2 separate regions of the Rattus norvegicus genome follow, and region 1 is linked to region 2. A link is a contact called in public Hi-C data. All regions are on one chromosome and are shown on one strand. Each heading gives the region's core, a stretch centred on a gene start, on an enhancer-like site or on the middle of the called end of the contact. The rest is flanking DNA. Distances are from core to core; before and after follow the strand shown. Region 1 overlaps Cers6 (ceramide synthase 6). Region 2 overlaps Cers6 (ceramide synthase 6).

The links. A called contact is a pair of places that touch in the nucleus more often than the background predicts.
Region 1: a Hi-C map of liver shows a contact between it and region 2, with 7 times the contacts expected there. The contact joins two enhancer-like sites. A contact is called at or near these places in 3 of 12 Hi-C or Micro-C datasets (hepatocytes, kidney and liver).

The regions. Positions count from the first base shown.
Region 1 is chr3:74,266,289-74,272,367 of GRCr8, reverse strand. All of the region lies in intron 8 of Cers6 (ceramide synthase 6), which reads right to left. Among named protein-coding and RNA genes, the nearest start is that of Nostrin, 43 kb to the left of the region's middle. Within about 2 kb of position 2,482, at least 11 of the 93 cell types and tissues checked have an H3K27ac peak or open chromatin away from gene starts, as enhancers often do. A contact at or near this core is called in liver, where this site is marked.
Region 2 is chr3:74,225,666-74,231,987 of GRCr8, reverse strand. The region is part of intron 6 of Cers6 (ceramide synthase 6); the gene reads right to left. Among named protein-coding and RNA genes, the nearest start is that of Nostrin, 84 kb to the left of the region's middle. Within about 2 kb of position 3,082, at least 2 of the 93 cell types and tissues checked have an H3K27ac peak or open chromatin away from gene starts, as enhancers often do. A contact at or near this core is called in liver, where this site is marked.

The sequences.
Region 1 (6,079 bases), core at 1,233-3,732, 41 kb before region 2:
AACAGCGCTTCCCTTTCCCACCAAGGAGTTATAGGTGGGCTTTGTGTTTCTGGAATAATCTCTCCTGAGAACCATAAAATAATTAGGCCCACGATGAGCATCTGAAGAGTGCCAAAATTTCTTCTCTAGAGGCAGAGTCAGGGCTTGGTCCCTGAGTGCCACATGCCATCTGAAAGGGGAGATGTCCCCTCAGTCAACATTAGGTTTCTCTACTTCAGCCTGGTCTTGACATCGGGAGTCAAGACAGAACTCAGTGTGGTCATGCTATGTTTTTCTCTGGCACAAATGTCCATGAGATATCTAAATGAAAAATACATTCAACCAAAATTTAATCACCTAACTAGCATGTTATGCCAGGTACGGTGGATGCCAACAAGCAGGCATTCAAGATTATACTGAACAAAATCTACGGGTGCTTAACATCTGCAGGCCAGAGACTGAATTCACTGTTTCGAGACTGGCCGACTGTGTCTGCCTCTCTGTCCCTTGCTCCCTTTCTCCCACCCATAACAACTCCAGGCCTAAACTATATCTTAGTTGGACTGGCCATTCGACACTTCAACAGGACTGAAGGGTACGTGTGTGTTTTCTCCCCTTCTATAGGGCAGCCCACTCACACTTGGACTTCCACACTGCTGGTGTCATCAGCAAGTGCTGTCTTGGGAGGGTAGCTTGGGGGTCCGACGACTGATCACATTTGAATAACTGTGCCCTTGCCTATCAGTCTGCGGCAAACATGGATGTGATTTCTTTATCCCTGGCAGGAATCTGAGCTTGAATCCTGGCCAACTGCTTCTCTGTCTTTGGAAATAGATGTACCGGCTCTATCCTGCCATTGTTACAGATGAGACATTCAGTCAAATACACCTTACTTTAGTCCTAACCTGGCTGGACTTCCTGGCTGGAGCAGGGGTTCTTCTCAACCCACTCTCCTCCCTATGTTCCTCATCGCCATACCCGAGTCCTCTTAGCCATGCTGGGTGTTTCACAGCATGATTGAGGCAGGCCTGTCTTCACCCCTGCCTGTGTGATGTGATGTTGCTTCCCTGTTGGTAAAGGTGACTTTTGCTCTGCTCCTTATTAACAGTCCTTCATGGAGCAATTACTATTGCTAAAAGCGTCAAATATGTCACACACATTATTTGATCTTGCTAGGTGTAAGAGTCAACGGTCACTGAAACCAGGCTCAAGCAGTGCACATTGTGCAAAAGGTTTCAGGGTAAATCCTCATCTCCCCCAATCCCCCAGTGGGTACTCTTATCTCTATTTTTCAGACAGGACACTGAAGCACAGAGAATGTAAATAACATGGCCACAGTTGGGGTTGGGAGGTGGAGAGAGCTGAGACATGGGCGGCCTGGGGTACTGCGCTAGGCCCCCAGGCACCTCGTGCTCCTTGGCTCTCCTAGCTGCATGTTAGCCTCTTACCCATGTTTATGCTCAGAGCCAAGACATCGCCATCCGACAGCAGAGACAGTGCCCCATGGGCCTCTTGCTTGGCACACAGGCAGAACATCCCCTCTGTCTGTTACTGCTTGCTCTGGTTTCCGGAGACAGGCCTTAGTCTCATCCCCTGGTTTCTAATAGCCATGTTCCAGTTTGTTCCTGCCTAAATGGCCGAAGTGGGTTTAGTTTAATTGATTCCCCCACCTTGGCCCATTCCTTTAACCTTTAAATCCCCAAATAATTATCTCTCCTACTGACAATCAAGTAATGCCTTTCGCTACCACCTTGACATAGATATGAAATATTAACGATGTAAAAATCAAAGACTTCTTTCTAAGCTCAGCTCATAAAACAGGCATGTGAGCCCCCTGCTGCTTTCTTTGATTTTCTCTTTGGAAGGGTGGAGGCCCGTGCACATCTCCAATACCCTCGACTTCAAGATAAAAGCATTTAAGGCCAACTCTTGGAGCAATGGGGGAAGCTAAGAGAAAGCAACTTCAGGGACCGCTCCTTCACTCTTCTTCCTTAGACAGGGTCTTTCCATGTAGTTCGGGCAGACCCTAAACTGACGGTGTGAGTCTTGCAGGTACTACGTTGTCCCTAGCATGGGGCCTCACTGAGAGCTGGATGTAAGGTGTCCTGGCCCTCTCAAGGAGGGAAATGCTTTCTAGTCACTGTGCGAACTACATGTTGACCACCCCTGTTTTGTATTTCTGGAATCCAATCTCAGAGATCAATTTTCTTCTTGGACCCTAACATTATATACAAAAAGTTTCAGGGTTTAAAGCATTCTGAACTTTTAGATTAGAGAGGTTTGGCCGTAAAGTTTATGCAAATGTAAAGAGATCTGAAACATCTAAGTCACTAACAGTTTGGATAAGGGCTACTCAGTCATCAGTAGGCTGATGTAAAAATCACTAAAAATTCCAAACACGGGGCACATGTGACTCATGCATTACGTGTGGGTGTATGTATCCTCTAGTGTGTACTTGATATCTGACCTGCGAAGACCCAAGCTTACTCAACAGCAATGCTGACAGATAAGATTGAGCACCGTCCTTTGCTCCTTCTTGCCTCATATCATATCTCCTTGGCTCTGAGACTCTGACCCTTGATACTTCCGGTTTCTTGGCTCTATCTATCACATGGTCTTTCCGGTGTTTCACTTGGCAGCACCCACACAAAAACTCTGACCTGTCTTGTGATCCCTTGCTCTAGTGTGTCCATTGTGACACTGCCTGGCTTCCCAGAACACCACCCAAGGGAGGTAGTATGGGCACACATCTGCAGGTCCTGTGGTCAGGAAAGACAGAGCTTTAATCTGGGCTATATAAATAGTTGTAGGCAGCGTTCTCTCTCTCTCTCTCTCTCTCTCTCTCTCTCTCTCTTTCTCTCTCTCTCTCTCCTCGCTGACATTTCCTCTGTTTTTATTTAAGATTTCAAGGATATGATTTTATATTTTATCTTAGAGAAATGTCTCGGAAAATCTTGGAAGTGCTGCCACCAAGATTAACTGTCCTCAGGCCCGCCATATTGAGGGTGTTCTGTACCTGAGAGGCTTTATCCCTTTCCCCTTGGCAAGAGAAAGACAGTAAACATTTTTTTTTTTTTAAACAAAGACTTAACCCTTCAGAATAAGTCAGAATTTACTAAACTAGATTGTGAGATGCTCAAAAACCTAGAGGAAAACCTAACCAAACCCCCAAAACTCTAGAATTATAAATACAGAGATTTTGATATGACAAAATGCTCTTTTTCAAAATGTTGTTTTTCTTTGGATCAAAACAACCCAAGAAAACCTGCATTGAATAATAGCAGAGCAATTGACGAGCAAAGACAGTATTCTGGAAAAAAAATAACTGCAATAGTGTTAACTATTGGAATAATTGCTACAGAGTGTAACAGGCGTGCTTTGAGTGTGGGCAGATGTGGGCTTACTCAGAAAAGAGCTGACAGTTTGCACATTACGTCTCAAGTAGAAGTCAAAACACTGTGTTCCGGGCTTGGATCTTGTGCTTGCCAGTTGGGTGCCTTACTATTCTTTTATAAACTTCAGTTTTCATGTCTGCAAAGCAAAGGCCTGAGCTAATGCGACTACTAAAGGCTTCTGAAGCAGAGGCATAAGAAGCTTCGTGACTCTTCCTCCTTCCAGGTTTACCTAAAATTCCCCATGGTCCGACTGCTTCCTTCAAGCAAAAATTCCCCAATGGACAGATGCATTGTTCTCGGGTGACTCTCAAAACTTTGAACTCAGCCTAAGGAAGCAGAAGCTTTGTTCTCCATGAGTAAAAGTAAGAAAAAAAAAATACAAAGAAGGAAAGTACGAAGTTGCATTTAGCAGGAACTCACGAAGCACTCAAGAGCTTGAACAAATGTTCTATTTGCAAGAGCAAAGCTTTTCCTACTCCTGGCTTCATGACACTCTGACACAGACTGGCTTTCTGCAGAAGGTTGTTGAAGCAGACCACGAGAGCTACAGGGATCCCTAGCAAGCCCCCAGCTTAACTGGGGTGCAATTGCTAGTCTCACCGGGCTCCTAATCGGCATATCTCCAGCTTTCACACTAACAAGGCAGAGCAATGCAGAAGGCTTACCAGCAGGAGCTGGCCCTAGAACCCAGATCCATAGTCCTCTCCTCATACTGCTGTGCAGCCTAACAAAACTAGAAGTTATCAACAGTAGATGTTCTTGATGTTACTGTATCCAACTTTAAATCTGTGTGTGAGACTGTGACACTGCATACGTAACTTGGTACCACAGGACACACCCTGTCATAATTCAGTCCACCTACAAATCTATTTCCGAGCCATCCTACATGCTTTGTTTTGCACAAGCCAAACCTCCCATAAAGAGATGCCAAGTGGCATTTCCATGCTGAATACGGGCTTGTGGATCCCTGTTGAGCTGTTCACAGATCCTCATAGATACTTTTGTTCTTCTGGCCAGTGCAAGCCCTTGCTTATATTTAAGACATTCTACCCCAATATTAATGTGCTTGTCTGGTGTTCCTACACTTGTATGTAAACTCTTGAGTATTGGTGCCTTAATGGACGGTATAATCCTTCTCAAGAATTCAGTGACACTCGTGGGCAAACAGGTGAGCCAATGGTTACATTAATTTGAAGTGATGTAGTTTTTGCATAATAGCCAACATATTGGTCATGAGAAACGATCTTAAGAATACTGATTGTATTTCACAGTTTGAGTTGCAATACAAGTATTTAGACACACAACATATGTGTAAATTCCATTTGCTCTCTTGCCCCGGATCCTCTGATATCCACACCAAGAGCCTAGACTTAAGAGCTACAACAGGTGGTCTACATTTTCTTTTAAAAGAGTCTTCTTGATTAACTGGTAAATATAGATATGACTTTGAAGTGTATATATCATAGCTTCTCAAATTGTCAGTCATGACAACAGTGTTTGAAGGCTTGTAACTGAATGTGAAAAGACAAAAAACAAAACAAAGACAAAAAAAAAAAAAAACCAAAAAGCAAGTGTGTAATGAATACAAGATCTTTCTGTCTGTGTTTGCCTGGGTTCCATCACATGACTCTACTGTAGCTTTGGTTTTGAGCTCACAGGTCACCACATGCCACATGTACACAGTGCTACAGAACACTGCTGCAGCTCCCCAGCCCAGACTGCAGACTACTGTACACCATCAACTGCAGTGATCTCTCTGTGCAAAGAAGGCCTTTGTGAATAGAAACATAGTGATTCAATTACAGAAAACAAAAGCTTTTAATATTGGGCTACTGTCATTCTTCAGCATGTCAATATCAAATTTATACTGGATTGCACTGCATCAGAATGTCTCACTTTACTTTATTACTTAAGATTTAGTTTATGTGTATGAGTGTTGTGCATGCATGTATGTATGTACACCATGGTGCCCATGGAGGTTATAAGACGGTGGACATCAGAGTGCCTGGATCTGGTGTTATATGTAGTTGGTGAGCTGTCATGTAGGTGTTGTAGATTGAATCTGGGTCCTTGCAAAAGCAAGTTCTTTTAACTTAAGCCAATCTCACAGGCCTGATAGGTTTGATTTTAAAAGTTGCAGGTTGACTTGCTGATTTGAGCTTCATTGAAAACAAAATTTAAATGGTTTTGTTTGGGGATAAGAACAGAATTATTCTGCCATTTTTATACTGCACATTGATGCTAAGTGGTGTTTTACCATTGACAATGATAGAACCAGAGCATGAATCAATTCTGAAAAACATCGAGGATGCCCTACAGCCTGCTCTATACTCAGTGTCCAGCCAAGGCGGAATTCAGTGCTCGAAAACATACAAGTACACGTATGTTGCTTTGTTTTGATCTTCAATAGATGATAAATTACACATATTCCAAAGAACTGCGTTAATATAAATTTCCTTATTCTTTAATCATCAAAAAAAAAGTTTGGGATGCACACCTGTGTCGCATGCCTTTAGTCATGCGAAAGCCTCTTGGGCACAAGAGGTGTGGTGATTTTATGGATCTTTAATGATTGTGTGTGACCGAGAGAGATTTACCGGGCACAATCTGTTTAACGTTTTGTTCCCTGATTGTGTTCTGAAGCTAGCTAGCAGTGTCCCGTGTCTACAGACTGCTTCTAGCACTTGACCACCCATCTTTCTAGT
Region 2 (6,322 bases), core at 1,833-4,332:
AACTGCTCTGTCACACCGATTCTTACAAGGGACTAAATCAAAACGCACAGCTCAGGAGCTCAGAGAGTTTATGCCGCCTATGCCTAATCGGCAGCTTTCAACACCCAAGTAGCTGAGTACCTGACAACAGTTGGGTTAGGTACTCCCACCCTCCCTAGTGTTCAGCTGCCCTCAGCTTACTGAAAGAGAGAGAACAAAAGATTTTCTCTATTAATTTTTAAAACGAATAAATGTAAGTTGTTAAAGCACTTACAGAAGATTAGGGCCACTTCCCAATTAAATTTGCTAATTTGGATCTGATAGAAATGTCAACAGTGCCTGTCAGAATAACGAGGAACTTTCAAAAATAAAAGCCTTGTTTCTCAGACAAAATTTGCTTTGTGAAGATGAGCTTTCACTGTAAACCCCTTGTTCTGGGGACAAAAAAAAAGTTCGTTTTATCTCTGCCGGTGCCCACAGTTGCAGCCATAGCAGAGGATCAATTTCCATTACATTCAAACCTACACAAAGGGGAGAGGCGGGACAACAGCCTTGCTTTACTTGTAGGCTTCGGAAGGTCTTAGGCACAGCCAAATACCTCTATAAAAGCCATGCAGTCCTCACACCTGTCACTCACATCCTGTCATCCCCACACATTTCTTTGAGCAGGCACTGAATTTGATCCAAATAACCATGTTTTTAAAACTGTCCATTTGGATTTTATCAGGACAGGGAGGAAAATTTCCATTCTCCCATTGATTACTGCCGGAAATGATAGTGTGTGTGTGTAGACACAAGCCTGGCTCACAGAATATTAGGCTTTATTTAGGTTGACGATGTTTTCCAAAGCATCTTCTGCAGGAGGAATCACATAAGGGCATGGCCTCCACTATCGGCCTTCAGGTTAGTGCTTCGTTCCAAGGGACAGAAGCACCCCTTTCCTCAGGAATGACCTAAACCACCTGCAACGTCACTTTACCTCTTGACAGAATCGCCCATCCTCAAGAGCTCCCTCTGTGTTCCCCAACATTTCCCAGAGCCTCCACCATCTTACCTTGTTATGGTCCCTCACATGTTATCAGAACAAGAAAAAAGGAACCCATGTGGTCTTGACCCAAATTCCAGTAGAAAAACTCGAAAATGAAAGAACTCAAGGATAAGTCATCCATTTTAATGGCAAAACTTAGTAAGGCTGAGTCCCCAACTGTTAAAAACAAACAAAACGAAAAAGAACCAGCACCTTTACTTCTTCTCTACGGGAATTTTATACACAACAAAGTATTAGCACAACCAAGCCGAAGAGATAATCACTCACCAAGACACACATGCCAGATTCTAGATAACACAGAATCTCCATGTTTGCTATGTTAGAGTCTTTGAAAGGATACCTTCTACCTTGTAAAGGGACCACAAATTCATCTCAAAGTACCTGCCTTTATTAAGACAACCATAAAAAGCTACATCACACCCACATACTCTGTGTGCAAGGAATTTTTCCTTAAATTTTCATTTGGGATTAATTGAATAAAAATTATTAAGCTACCTCATAAAAGGCATAAGGCTTCTGAGGTTCTAACTGAGGGCTGGGACAGGCATTCACAGACAGCGAAGATCATAAATAATTCTAAAAACCAAGACAGTGGAAAAGTCTTTGTTCAGATGCGAAGAAAATGTATTAGCTGTCTTGAATTTAATAAAGCTAATACATACAATTAATAACTTATAATTTTGCTCAAAGAATAGACATTAGGCACTTACAGATTTCGAAGGCTCCAGGAAACAGGACAACAGCAGAGTTTGCAACTAACTGACATCATCTTATGATTCCTCTCCTACCTCTGTTTCCCTCTCTTCTTCCTTCCTCTCCCTGCTCTTCCTCCTCCTCTTCCATTCCTTCAAGGCTTACAAGTTATTCCACTTCAAAGCAGAGATAGAGAAACTGCCATAACTGTGCTTATAAATAAAGTTTTATTGAAACACTCCTGTACCCACTTTGTTTCCTTTCTGTCTTAGGTGACTTTCTTGCTCAAGTAGCACAGTTGAAACACTGCAACAGAGAGCACCCACAACTCTACAACACTACCAGGTCCTTACAGAAAAGTTTGATGACCCTTGTTTTAGAATCATACCAAAGGATGTCATGTGAGAAACTCAGTTATACAACGTAGTAGATGCATGGTCCCTGCCTTACTTTCTTCTGGCAAAGAATATGTTAAGAGATTAATTTTCACAGCTATTCTGAAACAATCCAAACCAATTTAATATTGTTCTTGAAATACATATAAACCATAAGGAGTTTTGAAAGGTACCCTCATCAAAAATCTCATGATCGATTATAATAACTACAAACTTCTAGCTAATTGAAGGGTTGGCAATAGCTTCTCTAGCTTCTGAAAGCCGGGGCTGTGTGTCCAGATTGACCAGTATTATCTCTGTTGCTAGAAGCACCATTATTTTATGGCTTCTGAAAACAGATATAAATGAAGCAGGGAATTGCTGTGTAAGCACTGTTCACCCGATCTTTCTCCTGGACAACATTTATGGTGCCCTTTCAAGATTGAGAACTCATAATCTTGTCTACTGTGAATTAGTTAATATTTAATCTTTAATTGATTTTTTATTACATTTGAAAGGAGCACAGTAAAATGTTATTTGCGCAACAGAAACAGTGTGATAGTTACCAATCACTTCTGGTGGGGGTAGCCAGAACATGGTGCTTAATTAGCAGTGCCCTGGCCTAGTCTTCAATCTCCCACCTCACTTCATCCAAGCAAGTTCCCAAACCTACTCTGATTGTAAATGACATCAGTGTGTTTAATTGAACACACATATGCCACTTTTCTCACAAGTTGTCAACATGCAACTACCTGGTTCTTACCCTTGAACTGGCCATATTAGTTTGCATGAATTTTGATGAGAAAAAGTCACTTCTAATGTATTAAGAATGTAGTTTTTGTAAGCCTGAAGAACTCCATTAGTTCACAGATGAATCTCCTCCATGTTCTGCAGAGGTCCCTAGGGAGAAACCCCACCATAGGAGCTCAGTCACTAAAGCCCATCTAACCTGAAAGCATCCAACACCATCAGTAGGGGGCAGCTTGTGCTCAACAAAGATCAGAGCTACTTGATGGGATTCTAGCCAGCACCTTTCTATGTACTGCCGAGCTCTTGAGGCCCAGATGACAATGAGCAATCAGAGACTCAATTTTGTGCTTCACAGAGAGGATGGAGAACATCTCCTCCAGGCTAAACAGTTGGGGATGGTGCTGTAAGCTGTTGGGCAGAGTTCAGGGGAGCTCTTACCGTTAGCAACTATATTTTCTTACTCCTCTTCCTTCAGCCCTCCCAGTGCCTGTCTTTACACCCTGAATTCTAGCTGAGGCATTTACCCAAAGTGTCTCTTTCCTCTGGGGTAGACAGTATGTGTTTCTCCTCTTTCTAAACCCCACTTTTGCACTGACTACCTAGTAAACACCTAAGTACCTTCTAATTTGCCTACTAATTTCCATGTGCAGAGGCTCCGAGGCTGTGATTTCTTCCTGATGGCAGCTGCGTAAGGCAAAACTACTCAGAGCTCTCTTTTCAGAGCTGAGGAACCCAGATACCAAGCTCTCCAAAGTCACATTGTGATAATGGGGAGAGCCAGATCTAAAGCCAGTTCTGTGCAGTCTGGAGTTCAGGTTAGTGAATATCCTACCCATAGCTTCTTAGGGACAAATATAAGGGGAATGGTGACTGTGAAGAGGCAGTGGGGATGGTTAAGAGAACCCATCAGATGAGGGACAAACAGAACAAGAACTGGCCCTGGGAGATGACAAGGGCATTGTGAGAGCCCTTGCAAAGAATGGCCTTGGGTGAGAGGCATGGTGCTTCCATGGAGGTTAAAACCTCAAGAACACACTTGTTGGTATTTATAAAGATGGGGGCTGAAGGCGGTCATGATTCCAGAAGGATAGTTAGAGCTACAATGGGCCAAGTGGAGATTTTTCTAGGCTCTCTAGAATAACTTGAGAGGAATTCCCTCAGAAGACCAAATAAAAACTTCCCCATTGAAGAGAATATCGTAAGGAATGGAAGATACCACCCCCTCCCAGAGGCAGACCTCTAGTTGAGGCCGTAGAACTTAGGAAATATAATCATGGATGAATAGCACTGCTTGGGTCCAGAGGTGTGGGTCCTTGTGAAATATAGCAACACATAAGTTCTTGTCACCTTCCTCTATCTATGCAGATGAGTCTTTCCACTGGCCTGACATCTGACTCAAAGACCAAAAGAAAAGCTTCATCTTTAAAAAGGCATGTAGAGCTGCTTTCCCACCCAGGGCAGATCAGCGAGCTCAATACCCTCCCATACACTACAGCATGTTTGCCTCCTAGGAGGTCAGCAGTAACCAGGGACAAAGCCTGCCTCCTAGGAGGTCCACAGTAACCAGAAAACATGAAGCCTGCTCTAACCAGAAACACAGGTGGACAGCACTGCCTGTCTTCCAGGAGACTGGCTCTAACCCAGGTCACAAAGCTCTACCTGCCTCCAAGGAGGCCGTCCAGAAAATCATGGACAGATGTCATCTAAACCCTAAGAGAATACAAATGCCAGTCTAGGATACTATACCCAGCAAAACTCTCAATCATCATAGATGGAGAAACCAAGATATTCCATGAAAGGAGCAAATTTAAACAATATCTTTCTACTAATCCAGCCCTACACAGGATACTAGAAGGAAATCTCCAACACAAGGAGGGTAACTATATGCAAGAAAACACAAGAAATTAAACATTTCACAACAAACCCAAAAGAAGAGAATCACTCACACACATAATATACTACTTCTAGCAACGAAAGTAACAGGAACGAACAATCATTTGTCTTTAATATCTCTCCATATTAATGGATTCAATTCACCTCTAAAACGGCATAAACTAACAGACTGATCCAACATTTTGCTGCATACAAAAAACACACCTCAATAACAAAGACCAACACTACCTCAGAGTAAAAGGCTGGAAAAAGGTCACCCAAGCAAATGGCCCCAAGAAACAAGTTAGAGTTGCCATTCTAATATCTGATAAAATAAACTTTCAACCAAAAGTTATCGAATAAGATAGGGAAGGACACTTCATATTCATCAAAGGAAAAATCCACCACAAGAAAGTTTCAATTTTGAACATCTGTGCCCCAAATGCAAGGGCACCCACATTTGTAAAACAAACTTTACTGAACTTCAAAACACACATTGAACTTCACACATTAATAGTGGGAGGCTTCAAACCCCCATTCTTACCAATAGACAGGCCATTGGAACAGAAACTAAATAGAGATACAGTGAAACTAACAGAAGTTATGAAGCAAATGGATTTAACAGATATCTATAGAACATTTCACCTCAAAACAAAAGAATATACCTTCTTCTCATGGAACTTTCTCCAAAACTGACCATATAATTGGACACAAAACAAGACTCAACAATACAGGAAGACTGAAATTATCCCATGCATTCTATCAGATCACCATGGACTAAGGTTGAACTTCATAACAACAAAAACAACAGAAAGTCCACATACACACGGAAGCTGAGCAATTATCTGATCAATGATAACTTGGTCAGGGAAGAAATAAAGAAAAAAATTAAAGACTTTTTAGAATTCAACAAAAATGAAGGCACAACATTCCCAAACTTATGAGACACAATGAAAGCAGTCTTAAGAGGAAAATTCATAGCACTAAGTGCTTTCATAAAGAAACCGGAGAGATCCCATACAAGCAACAAACCTCAAGGCTCTAGAACAGAAAAAGCAAACATACCCAAGAGGAGTAGAGGGCAGGAAATCATCAAACTCAGGGCTGAAATCGACCAGTTGGAAACAAAGAATAAGCAAAAACAAGAGCTGGTTCTTTGAGAAAATCAACAAGATAGATAAACCCTTAGCCAAATTAACTAAAAGGCACAGAGACAGTATCCAAATTAATAATTCAGAAATGAAAAGGAAGACATAATAACAGAAACTGAGGAAATTCAAAAAATCACCAAAACCTACTACAAAAGCCTATACTCAACAAAACTGGAAAATCTAGATGAAATGAATGATTTTCTAGACAGATTCCACATACCAAAGTTAAATCAAAATCAAGTAAACTATCTAAACAGTTCCTATGACCCCTAAGGAAATAAAAATAATCATTAACACCCCCCCCCCACACAAAGTCTACTGTCAGAGGATTCTACCGGACCTTCAAGGAAGAGCTAATACCAGTACTCTTCAAACTATTCCACAAAATAGAAACAGAAGGAACACTACCAATTCTTCTATGAAGCCACAGTTACTCTGATACATAAACCACACAA